Linked DNA regions of Gossypium arboreum: region 2 is linked to region 1. The links are chromatin contacts, called in public Hi-C maps. All regions are on one chromosome and are shown on one strand. Each heading gives the region's core, a stretch centred on a gene start, on an enhancer-like site or on the middle of the called end of the contact. The rest is flanking DNA. Distances are from core to core; before and after follow the strand shown. Region 1 overlaps LOC108487029 (phospholipase D zeta 1-like). Region 2 holds the start of LOC108489579 (topless-related protein 2).

What was found. Hi-C and Micro-C count contacts between places; a contact is called where the count stands out from the background.
Region 2: a contact with region 1 is called in a Hi-C map of leaf, with 3 times the contacts expected there. The contact joins the promoter of LOC108489579 here to the enhancer-like site in region 1. A contact is called at or near these places in 2 of 5 Hi-C or Micro-C datasets (both in leaf).

The regions. Positions count from the first base shown.
Region 1 is chr10:107,725,100-107,732,833 of ASM2569848v2, forward strand. LOC108487029 (phospholipase D zeta 1-like) reads left to right here. Exons shown (of 20, transcript XM_017791231.2): 15 at 1-148; 16 at 293-394; 17 at 723-854; 18 at 1,005-1,070; 19 at 1,278-1,339; 20 at 1,432-1,819. The coding sequence ends at 1,681. It also overlaps the pseudogene LOC108488676. Among protein-coding and RNA genes, the nearest start is that of LOC108487029, 11 kb to the left of the region's middle. Within about 2 kb of position 4,517, at least 2 of the 2 cell types and tissues checked have an H3K27ac peak or open chromatin away from gene starts, as enhancers often do. A contact at or near this core is called in leaf, where this site is marked.
Region 2 is chr10:107,805,538-107,813,271 of ASM2569848v2, forward strand. It overlaps LOC108489579 (topless-related protein 2), which reads left to right and starts at 3,796. Exons shown (of 25, transcript XM_017794226.2): 1 at 3,796-4,360; 2 at 4,458-4,637; 3 at 4,756-4,869; 4 at 4,952-5,110; 5 at 5,195-5,366; 6 at 5,471-5,597; 7 at 5,968-6,083; 8 at 6,175-6,310; 9 at 6,435-6,544; 10 at 6,949-7,018; 11 at 7,093-7,166; 12 at 7,252-7,347; 13 at 7,434-7,526. The coding sequence starts at 4,281.

The DNA of each region.
Region 1 (7,734 bases), core at 3,267-5,766:
GCAGTATCGTACCATTTGCAGAGGACAGAATTCAATACTGCATAATCTTTATGATCTTCTTGGACCTAAAGCTTATGATTACATATCTTTCCATGGTCTTAGAGCACACGGTAAACTTTTTGATGGCGGTCCTGTGGCTACCAGTCCGGTATGTTTTTATCTTCAACTATCATTTGCCAGTTCTGCTTAATTCTTTTTACAGGCATATCATGTCATAGCAACTTAACAATGAAAGTTCAAAATGTATCATAATCATGTTTGCCGATTTATTTGTTGTCTTCCATTTCTTCAGGTATATGTGCATAGTAAAGTTATGATAATTGATGACCGTGCTGCCTTAATTGGATCTGCTAATATTAACGATAGAAGTTTACTCGGCTCAAGAGATTCAGAGGTATCTCAATATTCTGTAATGTTTTTAAAATGTTGTCTGAAAATATTAAGCTAGTTGGGGGTTGAAATGTTAATGGAGATAAATGACAAAATATAGTGTAATGGAGAAAACAGTTCACTTGAAATTTGGTATTAACATATTTAAAGGGGATCAGTAATAGAGTTACGTAAGATCTAAAACATGAAGTTGCGGTATGTCTTTTTATATTTAATAAAAGAGTGATGGTTTATGGGAAATGGAACACTTCTGCATTTATTTGTCCCCAACTGGGATATAACATATCTGTATCACTTCTTCAACAAGATTAATGTCACGACTAATGTTTCAGATTGGCGTGCTTATCGAAGACAAAGAATTTGTTGATTCATGGATGGGAGGAAATCCTTGGAAGGCTGGAAAATTTGCTTTGAGCCTTCGCCTTTCATTGTGGTCCGAACATCTTGGTCTTCACCGAGGAGAGGTTTGTGAGCCATCGTTCAATGTTTCATTATTTTACATTCAAGATTATGCTCATTGAATTGGTCTCGGGGATCAGTCATATAGATTTTATAGTATCTTGTATCATTCAGCTGATCAACACGTTTGTCCTTTCCTTTTTCATGTTCCTCAGATAAATCAAATAATCGACCCCATGATCGATTCGAGTTACAAAGATATATGGGTTGGGACTGCAAAGGTAAGAGCCGGAATTCCATTAATTTTCAATACTTTTTCATTTTATATTCTTAAATGTTCCAATTAAAAGAAATCAAAGAATTTCTGATGTTTATGAAAATCAGCCAGTTAAGTAGGGTTAGCCAGCCTAATGAGACTAGATGGCTCACATTGTTTTAATATGGATTACAAACTCCGAATAACAAACAAGGAATCATTTATGTCACAGATGAATACGACAATCTACCAGGATGTGTTCTCCTGTGTCCCGAGTGATCTCATACATTCCCGGTATGACTACATCTCTTTCTTACGAACCTTAATTCTTTTTGTTTTCGGCTAATCCTAATAACGACATGAGTGACATGTACCATAAAATGCAGGCTTGCTCTCCGACAAAGCATTGCATATTGGAAAGAAAGACTCGGTCACACTACAATCGATTTAGGAATAGCCCCTACAAAATTAGAATCATATCACAACGGAGAGGTTAGAGAAGTAGACCCCATGGAAAGATTAAAATCGGTAAGAGGACATCTTGTTTCGTTCCCCTTGGATTTCATGTCCAAAGAAGATTTACGACCTGTATTTAATGAGAGTGAATATTATGCATCTCCCCAAGTTTTTCATTGAGTGAGGGAGAGGTTATACAAAAAGCCTGAAATTCTTTTTTTCATATTATACAGAAGACAGACAAAAAAGAGAGACTGATTATACATTTGTAAAACCTCCTTAACGAAATATGCATCTCAATCATTCTTTGTGTAAAAAGTCTTAATACCAAACAATACCTAATTGAACCAAAGCTTTCCTCTACATACCTGTTCATGGATTGTTGTAAATTTTCAAGTTGAGCCGGATATGAGACTAGTTTGTTATTTACTTTTTTATTTTAATCTCAAAATAGAAACAAATCCTTCCTATTTTTCTTTCACATTAAGATTTGAGGAAATCAAACTAAACCATGTTTTTTTTTTGGATAAAGCTGTTCGGGGTGGGTTCAACTTTGAATATTTACAAGTTTATCCATTTACAAAAGTAAAATTTCAATAATCCATAAAAAAAAAAATTAAAAAGCCAATAAGTGGCTTCACTTTCTCTAATGATTGATTTATTTTTGAAGGATTAAAATTTCAAATGTTTTACTCCAAAATTGTTAAAATTAGACTTGGGAAAGGGCCTTCACTTTATCCATCCTAATAAAGGTTAATGTCAAGTTGAATGCAATTTTTAAAAACCATAAAAAAATGGACCACTCTATCTATCCACCTTCTGTATAATTTTTCTTTTGGTTAGCAGTAAATTGGTTATAGGGTTACAATCAAGCGTCTTGCTCTATGCTCCCAACATTTCCACGGCAGCCATATGTTTGGTGGCTTTGTTGTGGCCAAAAAACATACATTTCTTTAAATGCAAATATTTTTTTCATAGTTAGTGGCTTAATACACATCATTGTTTAGTTGATTTTTTTTTTCCTTTAACCAACCTTTCGTATTCAAAGTTCTATATCCCTAACTGCTCCTTTTGATAGTGCCATTCTTATCTCAGCCATTTCCATTAAACAACATATCTTTTCTTTTTAGTTGTAAAATATTTATAGATATTTTAATTTGAGATAAGAAAAGATATTATTTATTAAACAAAATGGTGGGGTGAAATCGATTTTATTAATAATTATAAATTCGCATTTAGCATTTATTATAAAGATTTATATTTAAGTCTTCAATTAAGATCAATCTTAATTCAATATTTGAATAATCTATGCTTCTAACCCTCGGAAAAACAGTAACAGTATTCTTTAATCTTTATGCTAAATTGCTTCTGAAATGTCCAAGCTACCCATTTCCTGTGCATTATTTAGCAACCAAAACAATGGCACTTTTGTCCTTTTTGGAGCCTACCCTATCAAAATTTACATTACGTACGTATCAATAAGAGTTGCAATAGTTTGACACAATAATAAAAATGGAATATAAGCAACTTCACTGCTTGATATCATCCCCAAGGATCATCAGTCAAGTTCCGACAAAGTGACTCGAGATTCTGGCCATCGACATTGGTGTTACAAAGGAACTGTGAGATTTCAATCATATAGCTGACAGATTTATTGATCCAATATAACATATATATATACACTTAGTTTGATCATTTTCTTTTCTTCTAAGTATATAGAAGAAGAGATGATGTTTTTCCCGTCGTTTCTCGATGGATTGGCGAGGACGGTTTCAATGAAGAAAGGGAAGAATAATAGTAGTACGGAGGATGATATCGGACGAGAAGTGGCCGAAACCTTGGCCAAGGATGCCAAGAAGAACGATTTGATGTTGAGTTCCTCTGCTACTTTTAAGTCCAACAAATCAAACAATTTTGCCTCAATCTGTTCCAAGAGAGGACAAAAGGGAATCAACCAAGATTGTACAATAGTCTGGGAGGTATTTTAAAACTCATTCCATGCGATGTTATGATCGTTATTTTACGATTTCAGTTATTTTCACCATTGATATTCAATGTTCATACTTAGTTGTTTTTTGATTCTTGATTTAGGAATTTGGATGCCAAGAGGACATGATTTTCTGTGGTATTTTTGATGGTCATGGTCCATGGGGTCATATTATAGCTAAAAGGGTCAAACAATCAGTACCTCCTTCTTTGCTTTGCAACTGGCAAAAGGCCCTTGCCTTAACCTCACTTGGCCAAGAGCTCAACACTGAACCGAACCGAAGTACTCGTAATCATCAGTTTGATATTTGGAAACAATCTTGCTTGAAAACATATGCTGACATTGATGAAGAGCTTAAACACCACCCTGGGATTGATTCATTCCACAGTGGAACAACAGCTTTGACAATCATTAAACAGGTAGATGTTAAATTTCCGGCTTCATTTACGATTTTCCGAAGGTTCGAGTAGAAATTTTTATTGATGTGTTGATGATTAGGGTGAACATCTTGTTATAGCAAATGTTGGTGATTCAAGGGCAGTGTTAGCAACCATATCAGATGATGGCATTTTGATCCCATTTCAGCTCACTATTGATTTCAAGCCTAACATTCCCGGCTAGAACTCTATGCATATTTCTCCCTATATGTAAATTATGGGTAGTTTATTGATTAATAATGATGAATGTAACAGAGGAAGCTGAAAGAATAAGACAGTCACAAGGGGGAGTGAGCTGTTTAAGAGATGAACCAGGGGTTTACAGGGTGTGGATGCCAAAAGGGGACGCCCCAGGGCTAGCTGTTTCAAGAGCCATTGGTGACCACTGTGTGAGAGTTTGGGCTAATTTCAGTGGAATATCACAAACAAAGACCAGTTTGTCATTTTAGCAACAGATGGGGTAAAATAAATCCCTTTTGGTTTATGCCTTTGTTGCTGTGATTAGATTAATTTGATGTTGTGGTGGTGATTATTAGGTGTGGGATGTTATATCCAATGAAGAAGCAGTGGAGATTGTTTGTTCCACAGATGATAGGGAGAAGTCAGCGAAAAGGTTGGTCCAATGTGCGATGAGAGCATGGAGATCTAAGAAAAGAGGGATAGCAATGGATGATATTTCAGCCATTTGCCTCTTCTTTCACCCCAAGCTGTTTCAAGAGGTCAACCCCTTCAAGGCCTCCAAATAGAAGCTTGCTTAACTGCTAGGTTTTGCTTTGCTTCTTGATATTGGCCATCTGTTTTTGGTGATTCAATAGACCCATTTCAGTACTGCTGAATATGTGATAGAATGGAATTCTGTAGAACCCTTCAGATACTTCAACACATAAAATGCCATAGAAAAAAATGAAAAAACTGAAGCATACTACAGCTAAACAGAATAAAGAATCCCTAAAAGTTCCATTTTCTTTCCAAGCAAACCATTACAGATTTGACAGTAGAGAGAGACATCAATTGATTGATTCGCGAGTTGAACCAGATTACATAAAACCAATTTGACCAACGATTTAAAATTTGATATACAAGCAGCGTATTGGTATTTGACGGCTAAAATTCCGAATGGTATTTGCCCAAGATAACTTCCAAAGAGAACGACGTTTCTATGGAGAAAACTTTAAAGGAGTTGCTGAGAGCCTAGCCACAAGGGCTTGGCTTCCAAAAATTGACGGGTAAATTCCACCTAAGTAGGGTGGAATCCACTCGCCTTAAATAAGAGTGTTCGATGTACTAGGTGTTGGCACGACCCGCCGTCTCTATACGATCATTGACGAGTCATCCTCCACCCTGACAGGACGGGTTAGATTCTTGAGGAGGAGCTCGTCCTTATTTATAAACCTAACTTTACTCCTTATGCTCAAGAGTTGATCGATGTGGGATATAAACCTCTCATGTGACTAAATCAGCTCCCCACATGCGAGGGAAAAAAAGGAAAAGCTTACCGAGGAAATTTGTACCCAAAGCCAACATCTCGCGAGTGTGAATAGGAATGATAAAATAAAAAAGGGTTAAATTCTAAGTATAGTCCCTGTACTTATTGATTTATATGGTTTAGTCCCTCTACTTTTATTTGCTCAAAATTGGTCTCTTTACTTTTCGATTTGCTCATTTTCATTCCATCTATTAACCTTTTTCCTATTAAAAATTAGGTACAATAAAAATTTAGCTCTTTAACTTTTAATTTTTTGTCAATTTAACCCCAACATTTTTTCTTATTAAAATTATATTTAAAAATGTAGACTAATTAAATTTTTTATAAAATATTCTAAATGTGTCAAAACACTTAAATTTAATATTAATCACCACTATATTATAAATTATTATTTAATTAATTATAAGTTTATTTTTACGCAATTAGAAAACTAATAAGAAACTTAGAAAAAAATCCCTCTCTTTCAGCTCTTCCCACTTTCTTCTTTCATTTTCCTTAAACTCTCACAGCTTCCCCTAATAATTGAAACTAACAAACAAAACCTTCTAAAAAATCAAAACCCAAATAAAAGAAAAGAAAGAAAGTCTTCATGTCCTTTTTTTGTGCATGGTGTCTTTCGATTTTCCACAAGCCCACAACCTTTTTTGGTGCAAGGGTATTGAAATCCATGAAGTGCCATTTTCATTGGAGGTTATTCTTAGATTTTTGTGAAAAATCGAAAATACTTTTTTTTTCTCAATATCCCAATATTGCCATCAGCACGAAGAAGAAAAAGATAAAAAGAAAACTATAGCTCTATCTTGTCACCTAATCAAACTTTAAAAAATAAACTTACAAAAATTATTTAGAATTCCAATTCACATGTTAAAAGCACGCAAAGTAAAATGTGGATTGAGATATTTCGTTAAAATAATGTAGCAGTGTTATTGTAAGTGACTTAAGTTGTTAATAATTAAAATTAAATTATGTAATTTGATTAAATCAAAAGTTTGTGATTTATTTGAAAGTTGAGGTTAAATTTTCTGATTTATAATGTAAATTACCTAATATATACTGTACTTATTGTAACTAAATGAGAATTACAAGTTAAATTATTGATAGTAATGATTAATAATAAGTTTTGGTTTTTTTTATATTTAATTTGTTGGCACATATGAGAAAATTTATATTTTAATATAATTATTTATAGATTTTAAATAATTAAAGCAACAATAAAAAAAAGGAGCCAAATTGATAAAAGTTGTAAAAGTTGAGAGGCTAAATTTATAGTTGTACCTAATTTTTAATAAAGTTAACGGAAAAAGTAAATGAAGCAAATCGAAAAGTAGATAGACTAATTTTGACTAAATAAAAGTAGAAGAACTAAATCCACAAATCAGTAGGTACATAAACTATTCTTGGAATTTAACCATAAAAAGTTATTTGTTGTTCTCTTAACATAATAATAAAATTTTAAATTTTTAATTTGAGTTGATTGAGTTGTTGAATTTCAATAAATAATTTAAGTTTTTAAGTTCAAATTAAATTAAATTTTAACAATTCAAATTTAATTTTAGTACATTGATTTTGAAGTTTAGGCATTTTTATTTCGATGTAAATATTCATTGGATTCTTGTCAATTTTAAAAATAAATAAATTAATCTCTTTAATTTCTTAAAATTCTACTATTCATAATTAATAAATTATATAATATTAAAAATTCTTAAAATCCAAAACAAAGCATAAAAATTATAATAAAATAATAAAAATTTCAAAAATATTTCATAGAATTATAAAATTTAAAAATAATAAAATTCAGAAAATTAAAAATAAAATTTTGCCAAAGCTTTGATAAATTTTCCAAAAATAAAATCAAAATACTTTAAAAATAGAAAAAATATAATATTTAAAAATATAAAAAAAGTTCTAAAGTGTTTTTTTTTCCTTTTAAGAAAATTTCTAATGTATATATTTTAAAATTTATGTACTTTTAACTTGAAACTTAGTTAGATTGTCAAGGATTTTAATTGACTTGATTAAATTCTTTTAATTTAACTCAAACAAATTTATCTGATTGACTCAAATTTCATTTCACTCAACGTGAATTTGATTCATAAAATAAGACTTATCAACTCAACTAACTCTAAATTTTTTCACTACATTCTATTTGGTTGGATTGGATACATACCTCTATTTATGAACCATGATTGACAATTTTATATGATTCATTTACTTTAAAATTACAACCAAATTTAATGGTTTTCGATTTTAAGTAATAATGATTTAACTGAAAATTTTATAAGAAAAATAAATTTATTTTAACAATATAAAAATTATTTTTATT
Region 2 (7,734 bases), core at 2,546-5,045, 80 kb after region 1:
TCTACTGCATGTTTTTTGATCAACCGATCTCCATCCATTTCCATTGAGAAAAAGAATCCACAAGAGGTATAGTCTGGTAATCCTGCTAATTATTCTGATTTAAAGATTTTTGGGTGTCCTGCGTATGCTAATGTTGATAATGAAAAATTGGAACCAGGATCCATTAAATGCATTTTTCTTGGTTATAAAGCTGGTGTAAAAGAGTAAAAGTTATGGTGCCCTGAAAATAGAAAAGTTGTGATTAGCAGAGATGTTGTTTTTGATGAAACTGCTATGCTACCTAACTTATCTCTTAAAGACTCTTCCAATAAAGAAAATAAAAAACAGGTGGAGCATCTGATTAATACAGAGTCAACTCCTCAAGCCAAAACAAAAATTGAGAATAGAGTTGCTTCTTCACAACAATACTCTATCGCCAAAAACAAAACTAGAAGAGAAATTAAACCTCCAAAGAAGTATACCGAGGCTGATCTAGTTGCTTATGCTTTAAATGTGGCTAAAGATATAGATGCGAATCTAGAGCCATCTAATTATTCTGAGGTGGTTAGCTGTGAAGACTCAGAAAAGAGGATGTTTGCTATGCAAGAAGAGATTGAATCACTCCAAAAAAATAGAACATGGGAACTTGTGAAACTTCCTAAAGGTAAAAAGGCTGTTCGTTGTAAATGGGTGTTTAAAAAGAAAGAAGGGACTCAAGGAGTTGAAGAACCCAGATATAAAGCAAGGCTTGTTGCAAAGGGTTACAGTCAAATTCCAGGAGTGGACTTCACAGATGTGTTCTCTCCAATTGTTAAGCATAGTTCGATTCGAGCTTTGCTTGGTATTGTGGCCATGCATGATTTGGAGCTTGAGCAGTTAGATGTAAAAACTGCATTTCTGCATGGAGAACTTGAGGAGGATATTTACATGCAACAACCAGAAGGTTTTATAGTCTCAGAAAAAGAGGACTATGTTTGCTTGCTGAGAAAGTCCCTTTACGGTTTGAAACAGTCACCAAGATAGTGGTACAAGAGGTTTGATTCCTTTATGACTTCTCATGATTTCAAAAGAAGTAGTTTAGACAGTTGTGTTTATTTTAAGAAAAACAATGATGGTTTTTTTATGTATCTACTTCTTTATGTTGATGACATGTTGATAGCAGCAAAAGATAAAGAAGAGATAAGAAAGGTCAAAGCCCAACTAAGTGAAGAATTTGAGATGAAAGATTTAGGATCAGCAAAGAAGATACTTGGTATGAAGATTCTTAGAGATAGAAAAGCAAGTAAATTGTACCTTTAGTAGCCCATTTCAGACTTTCATCGGCTTTGTCTCCATAATCAGATGGTGAGATTGAGTACATGTCACATGTTCCATACTCTAGTGCAGTGGGATCTCTCATGTATACTATGGTTTGTTCACGTCCAGATTTTTCATATGTAGGCAGTGCAGTTACCAGATACATGGAAAATCCCGGTAAAGAACATTGGAAAGCAGTTCAGTGGATTTTAAGATACTTACGAGGCACTACTAATGTTTGCTTACAGTTGGAAGAACTAAAGATGGAGTCATAGGGTATGTTGATGCTGATTTTGCTGGAGACCTTTCTAGAAGAAGATCCCTCACAGGTTATGTCTTTACAATCGGAGGTTGTGCAATTAGTTGCAAAGCCACTTTACAAACTACAGTCGCTTTGTCTACCACTGAAGCTGAGTACATGGAGATTACTGAGGCTTGTAAAGAAGCTATTTGGTTGAAGAGACTATTTAGTGAACTCAATGAAGACCTTCAAATCAGTTCAATATTTTGTGACAGTCAGAGTGCCATCTTCCTTACAAAAGATCAAATGTTTCATGAGAGAGCAAAACATATTGATGTTCGGTATCATTTTGTTCGTGATATTATTGCTCGTGGTGATATTGTTGTGAGCAAAATTAGTACTCATGAAAATCCTGCAGATATGATGACTAAGTCACTTCCTATAACCAAGTTTGAGCATTGCTTAGACTTGGTTGGTGTTCATTGTTGAAGTTAAACCCTTAAGGGGTTTTATGGAAGAGGTAGAGAACTTGTTCATTAAAAGTTCGCAATGAAGAACTTGTTCATTGAGAATTTGTGTCAAGGTGGAGATTGTTAGAATTAAGTGACCTGAATTCTAATTTAAATAAAATACGATGGAAAATAAAATAAAAGTAAAATCCATATAGAACTAGACTTCTTTTATTTTATTTTAGAATAAGGTTTTTTAAACCTTATTAAACTCCATCTATTTTATATTGATTAGGATAAAGTGTTTCAATCCTACTAGAATATGGCTTTACAAGCCTATAAATAGACATAGTCTATTCCTCTTGTATTTGAATTCAAATTTTTCGACATAGTGAATTTTCTTCTCCTTTGTCCGTGGATTTTTCCCGAAAGGGTTTCCACGTAAAATTTGTGTGTTCTTTATTTTATTTTATTTTTCACAATCTTGATGACGTGCTTGATATCAAGTGTTTAAGGTTTCGTTGGACTTGATTTTCTTTTCTCAAGTTAAAGATATATTTATATTATTTAAATTTCTAATTAAATTAGTATTATAAATTAATTGTACACTAATTTAATTGAAAATGATTAAAATGATTAATTGTACAAAGTAAGTTATATTATTATGAGAACTATTTTTAAAGATATTATTATGATTAAAGATATTTGAACCTAAGATACCTTTATTATGAATATTCAACTTTGTCATTTTAAACTTTTTTATTATTACATAAATTTTAATCAACATTTTATATAATTTTACACTCTCATTATAAGTGTGACATACTCTAATATATATAGTTTATTGTAATATAAGTATAGTTTCTTTTGGTAATATAATATAGATATAGTTTATTTTTATCAATACAATATTGGAGAGAGGATGTCAAGGCTAAAACTCATATCATCTAAGTTATTGATGGAAATTCCAACCACTGCTCTAAACAAGGGTTGACACAATATATAAAACTCTTTAATTGAATTGATGTTATAAATAATGGCGACCAACTCTTTTAAAATAAAAAATAAAAATTAATAGCACTACCTAAGTATTTTACTAGACAAATAAACTTAAATAAAAAATATTATCAATTATTTTCAACAATTATGTTCATTTCTCATGTACTATTTTAACAAATTCAACTATTTATCCTAAAACACCATAAATTATTTTTTCCCTATATATTATAATTTAGTACATTACCATATGAATATATATATAATAAAGAAAAGGAAAAGAATAGTATTAGAAGTAATCAAATAAATTAAAATAAATATTTAAATTTTATTGTATCATAAATTAAAATTTTATTAATTTTATACAAAATATTTTAATAAGTTTTCAAATTTACCACGATTAACTTATGACATCAAGGGGTATATTTAAGTCTTAATTTCCTAGTTTAATTTATTGGAAGCTTCCGATTCTAGAATTTCTGAGGAGATAAATAAAAAAATAGAACCTGACACAATTTAAGTTGTCGAGCAGATTGCAGTGTCAAAGTGTGACACGTGTGTCTTTAACCGACAGTGGAACGGCAGATGGATGTGGTGGACTTTAGTATCTTTTATTTAATCCACTTAATTTCCCATTTTCAGTTCCGTTAGAAACCACGCAAATCCAAAAGTTATCATCTTCTACATCACAACCCACTCAATAACTTTTCCAACAAACCATTAAGTTTCATCCACGTAATCACGTAACCCAGTTCTACAAACTCCCGTTTGCAGACAGCAATAGCTAAAAATCAGTTTAACCCCACGTAATCGTTTCAGGATAGTCATAAGTATGGCAACTTATCAAATCCAGTGATAAGTTGAATTACTTATCAAGTGATAGTTGTTGTGTATCGCAGATACCCTGCAAAAAATGCATCGAAAAAAGTTAAAAGAACTCAACTTCTCTCTCTTCGTTATCTTTTTCGCTTTTTCAATTTCTTTTTCTTATTGGTTTGGCAGCTTTTTTTCTTTTACTGTTTTCGTTGAACGCTAAGCATGAAATTGGAACCGCTAACCCTAGAAATCTGTCAAAAGTACGACCGATTCCTCACCTTAAACACCACCACCAGCCGCTAACTTACAAGAGACGCCGTCGTTTCAACCACCTTTCTTCATCTTCTTCAATTTACCTTTCACTCATCCTCAGACTTCATTTCTCTCGCTTTTGCTCTGTTTATATTTCTTTTGGTCAAAATCAAAAAGCTTAGCCCCTAATTTAAATTCTCAATTTCTCGATTGATTAAGTTTTTTTTTTTGTTCAAAGTAATTGGGAAGAAATGTCTTCTCTCAGCAGAGAATTAGTGTTTTTGATTCTCCAGTTCCTTGAAGAAGAAAAATTTAAAGAGACCGTTCACAGGTAAACTCTTAAATTCATTTTTCATATATATGTATATATGTTTGGTATTGTCGTTTTTAATTGGATTTTGTGTCGTTTTTTGTGGTGGAGCTCACAGATTAGAGCAAGAGTCAGGGTTCTTCTTCAACATGAAATACTTCGAAGAGAAAATTCTCGCCGGAGAATGGGACGAAGTTGAGAAATACCTATCTGGGTTCACTAAAGTCGACGATAACCGGTATTCAATGAAGATTTTTTTTGAGATCAGAAAGCAGAAGTATCTAGAAGCTTTGGACCGGTAATCTCTGTTTCCCTTTTTTTTTTTTTTTTTTGCTTAGTTAATGCCAATGAGATTGGGTTTGTTGTAATTACGTATAATAATATATTGTTTTGACATTTTTTTTGTTGTGTTTCAGTAATGATAGAGCTAAAGCTGTTGAGATTTTAGTGAAGGATTTGAAGGTTTTTTCCACATTTAATGAAGAACTTTTTAAGGAAATTACCCACCTTTTAACACTGGGGAACTTTAGGTAATGATTGAAGGTTGGTATTGGATATAAAATTATAGGCAGTTTAAGACTTCCTAAGTTTTTTGTTTGTGATATAATGTAGGGAAAATGAGCAGTTATCAAAGTATGGTGATACTAAATCGGCTCGGAGCATAATGCTGATTGAGCTTAAGAAACTAATAGAAGCAAATCCCTTGTTTCGTGAAAAGCTTGTTTTCCCTGCTTTGAAGGCATCACGGTTGCGAACTCTAATTAATCAAAGGTGATTTTTACCCATCGTTACATGAAAATTTGGTCGTATTTATGGTATGGATGATGTTGAATCTGACTGATTGTTTATTTGCAGTTTGAACTGGCAACACCAGCTGTGCAAGAACCCTAAGCCTAATCCAGATATAAAAACCTTGTTCACTGATCACAGTTGTTCACCCCCAAATGGAGCTCGTGCACCTACTCCAGTAACTTTTCCAGTTGCTGCAGTTGCTAAGCCTTCAACATATGCTCCAGTAGGAGCACATGTATGATCCTAATGCTTACTATAGTCTTGAATCATGGATATTCCTGATGCATGTATCTAGTACTGAACTTAGAATGCTTTTTGTCTCATGTTATGGCATTGCAGTCTTTTCCACCTAATCCTACTGCTTTAGCTGGCTGGATGGGAAATGTCAATCCTTCCTCATCAGTCCAATCTGCCCTCGCTGTTGCTTCTGCTTCTGCTTCATCCTTGCCTTTTCCTCAAAATCAAGGTAACATTAATGTTTTTATTGTTGTTGACATTTTGGCTGTCAGGTTCATCATGGTAGTCGAATAAACATCTTTAAGGAGCAATACTTTTCAGTTTTCATATATTTCCTTCAGATATTATATTCATTTGAGTAAATTTTTCTGGGACATATATCTATTCTTTGTGCTTTCTGCCCTCTTCGTTTGTCTCCTTGTTAGTGAAACTGTGGGAATGATCTTGATGAAAAGGGAGTTGAGAGACTCCAGGGCTTTGGTCGTATACTCCTTCAAATTGATTTAAGTTTGATTTAAAGAGGGTCATTCTGTTTAGTCTTAAATCTTGGTCTTGTATAATTAGTTCCTTACCTGATCTGATTTTGAATTTTACCGCAGTTTCAGTTCTGAAACATCCGAGAACACCATCAAATACACCTGGAATGGTTGAGTATGGGAGCACTGATCATGAGCACTTAATGAAACGGTTGCGGTCTGCGCAATCTATTGACGAGGTAAATCTGTTGTTGATAAGATGCTTCCCACATAGGTTACTACTATGCTCTAACTTATGATATCAATTAATTGGATCCTTAATAAGTCCAGGTCACATATCCTGCTCCTCCTCAACATGCTTCATGGTCACTTGATGACCTACCCAAGTCTGTTGCTTGTACCATTCACCAGGGATCCAATGTGACAAGCATGGATTTCCATCCTTTTCATCATACGCTACTTACTGGTAAAATTGTTGAAAACTTTACAAAACCATCTTGCCTGGAGTATTTTAAATCAAAATTAATTCCTTTGGTTTTGTTGCAGTGGATTGTATTTTCTTACTTTGCTTTATGCGTCTTTCATAATAGTTGGTTGTAGCAATGGTGAAATTTCCTTATGGGAAGTTAGCAAGCGAGAGAGGTTGCTGACAAAACCATTCAAGATACGGGATATGGCTTCTTGTTCAGTTTTACTTCAGGTTGATCTTGCATCTTTGACCCAAGAAAATCATGTTATTACTGACAGTAGTAGAATTAATTTGACCGAGATAAAAATATCTGACTATTTGGCCAGCTGGTCACCTATGTCTAAAAATGCTTGTTACTTCACAGTTTAGGCACTCAAATTGTTTCTGTTACGGGAGAATTGGCCCATCTCCATTTTAAATTACTTCTCTCTTCTTCAAAACTATACATTGGAGTAAGAACCATGTCCTCCCGATTCAATCAACTGAGTTGCATTTTTTTTAATTGTCTCACCCCTTCCCATCTTCTTAAAATGTTATTGAAATAGGATGAGGTTTATACTTTTGCTTGCAACTTCTTGAATGCTGGAATTTTGGTAATATACATCTGTTAGGATTATAATGGATATCTCTTGCAGGCTAGTATTGTTAAAGATTCATCCATATCTGTAAACCGTGTAGCTTGGACCCCAGATGGAAATTTGATTGGTATGTGCTGTAAGAGTGATTTTCCTTTAATGAGTCCAGTTTTGGGCTTCTTTATTGAAAATTTCTTGTTGCAGGAATTGCATTTACAAAACATCTTGTTCATTTGCATGCATATCAAGGGTCCAATGAACTTCGTCCACACCTAGAGGCATGTTTCTAATTCATTTTCTTATTCTTTGCTTAAGGAGGCATTACTCGTAACAGCAAACTGATATCTATCTGATTTCTGATAGATTGATGCCCATGTGGGTGGTGTAAACGATATAGCTTTCTCTCATCCAAACAAAAAACTCTGTGTTGTTACTTGTGGAGATGATAAGCTGATAAAGGTGAGGAAAGTAAATAAAATAGACTGCTCTTTTTTGCTTTCTCTTTGAACTTCATATGTTCTCAGTTTCAGTAGCATCTGTTGTAGGTGTGGGATTTGGCTGGAAACAAGCTTTTTAGTTTTGAAGGCCACGAGTCACCTGTTTATTCTGTTTGTCCTCACCAGAAGGAAAATATTCAGGTAGGATATTTCCTTTAATGAAGTCCGGAAGATAATTTATGCTTTAAGGGAAAGTACTTTATTGTGGATAAGCTGATATTTAGATATAGAAGTAATTAGTATGTGCAGCAATTGGCTATTACCCGTTTCTCAAGTAACCATGAGAAATCAGAGTGTACTTTAATCTCTGAGAAGAAAATAAGACAACTTTTTGTTTCAGAAATATGTA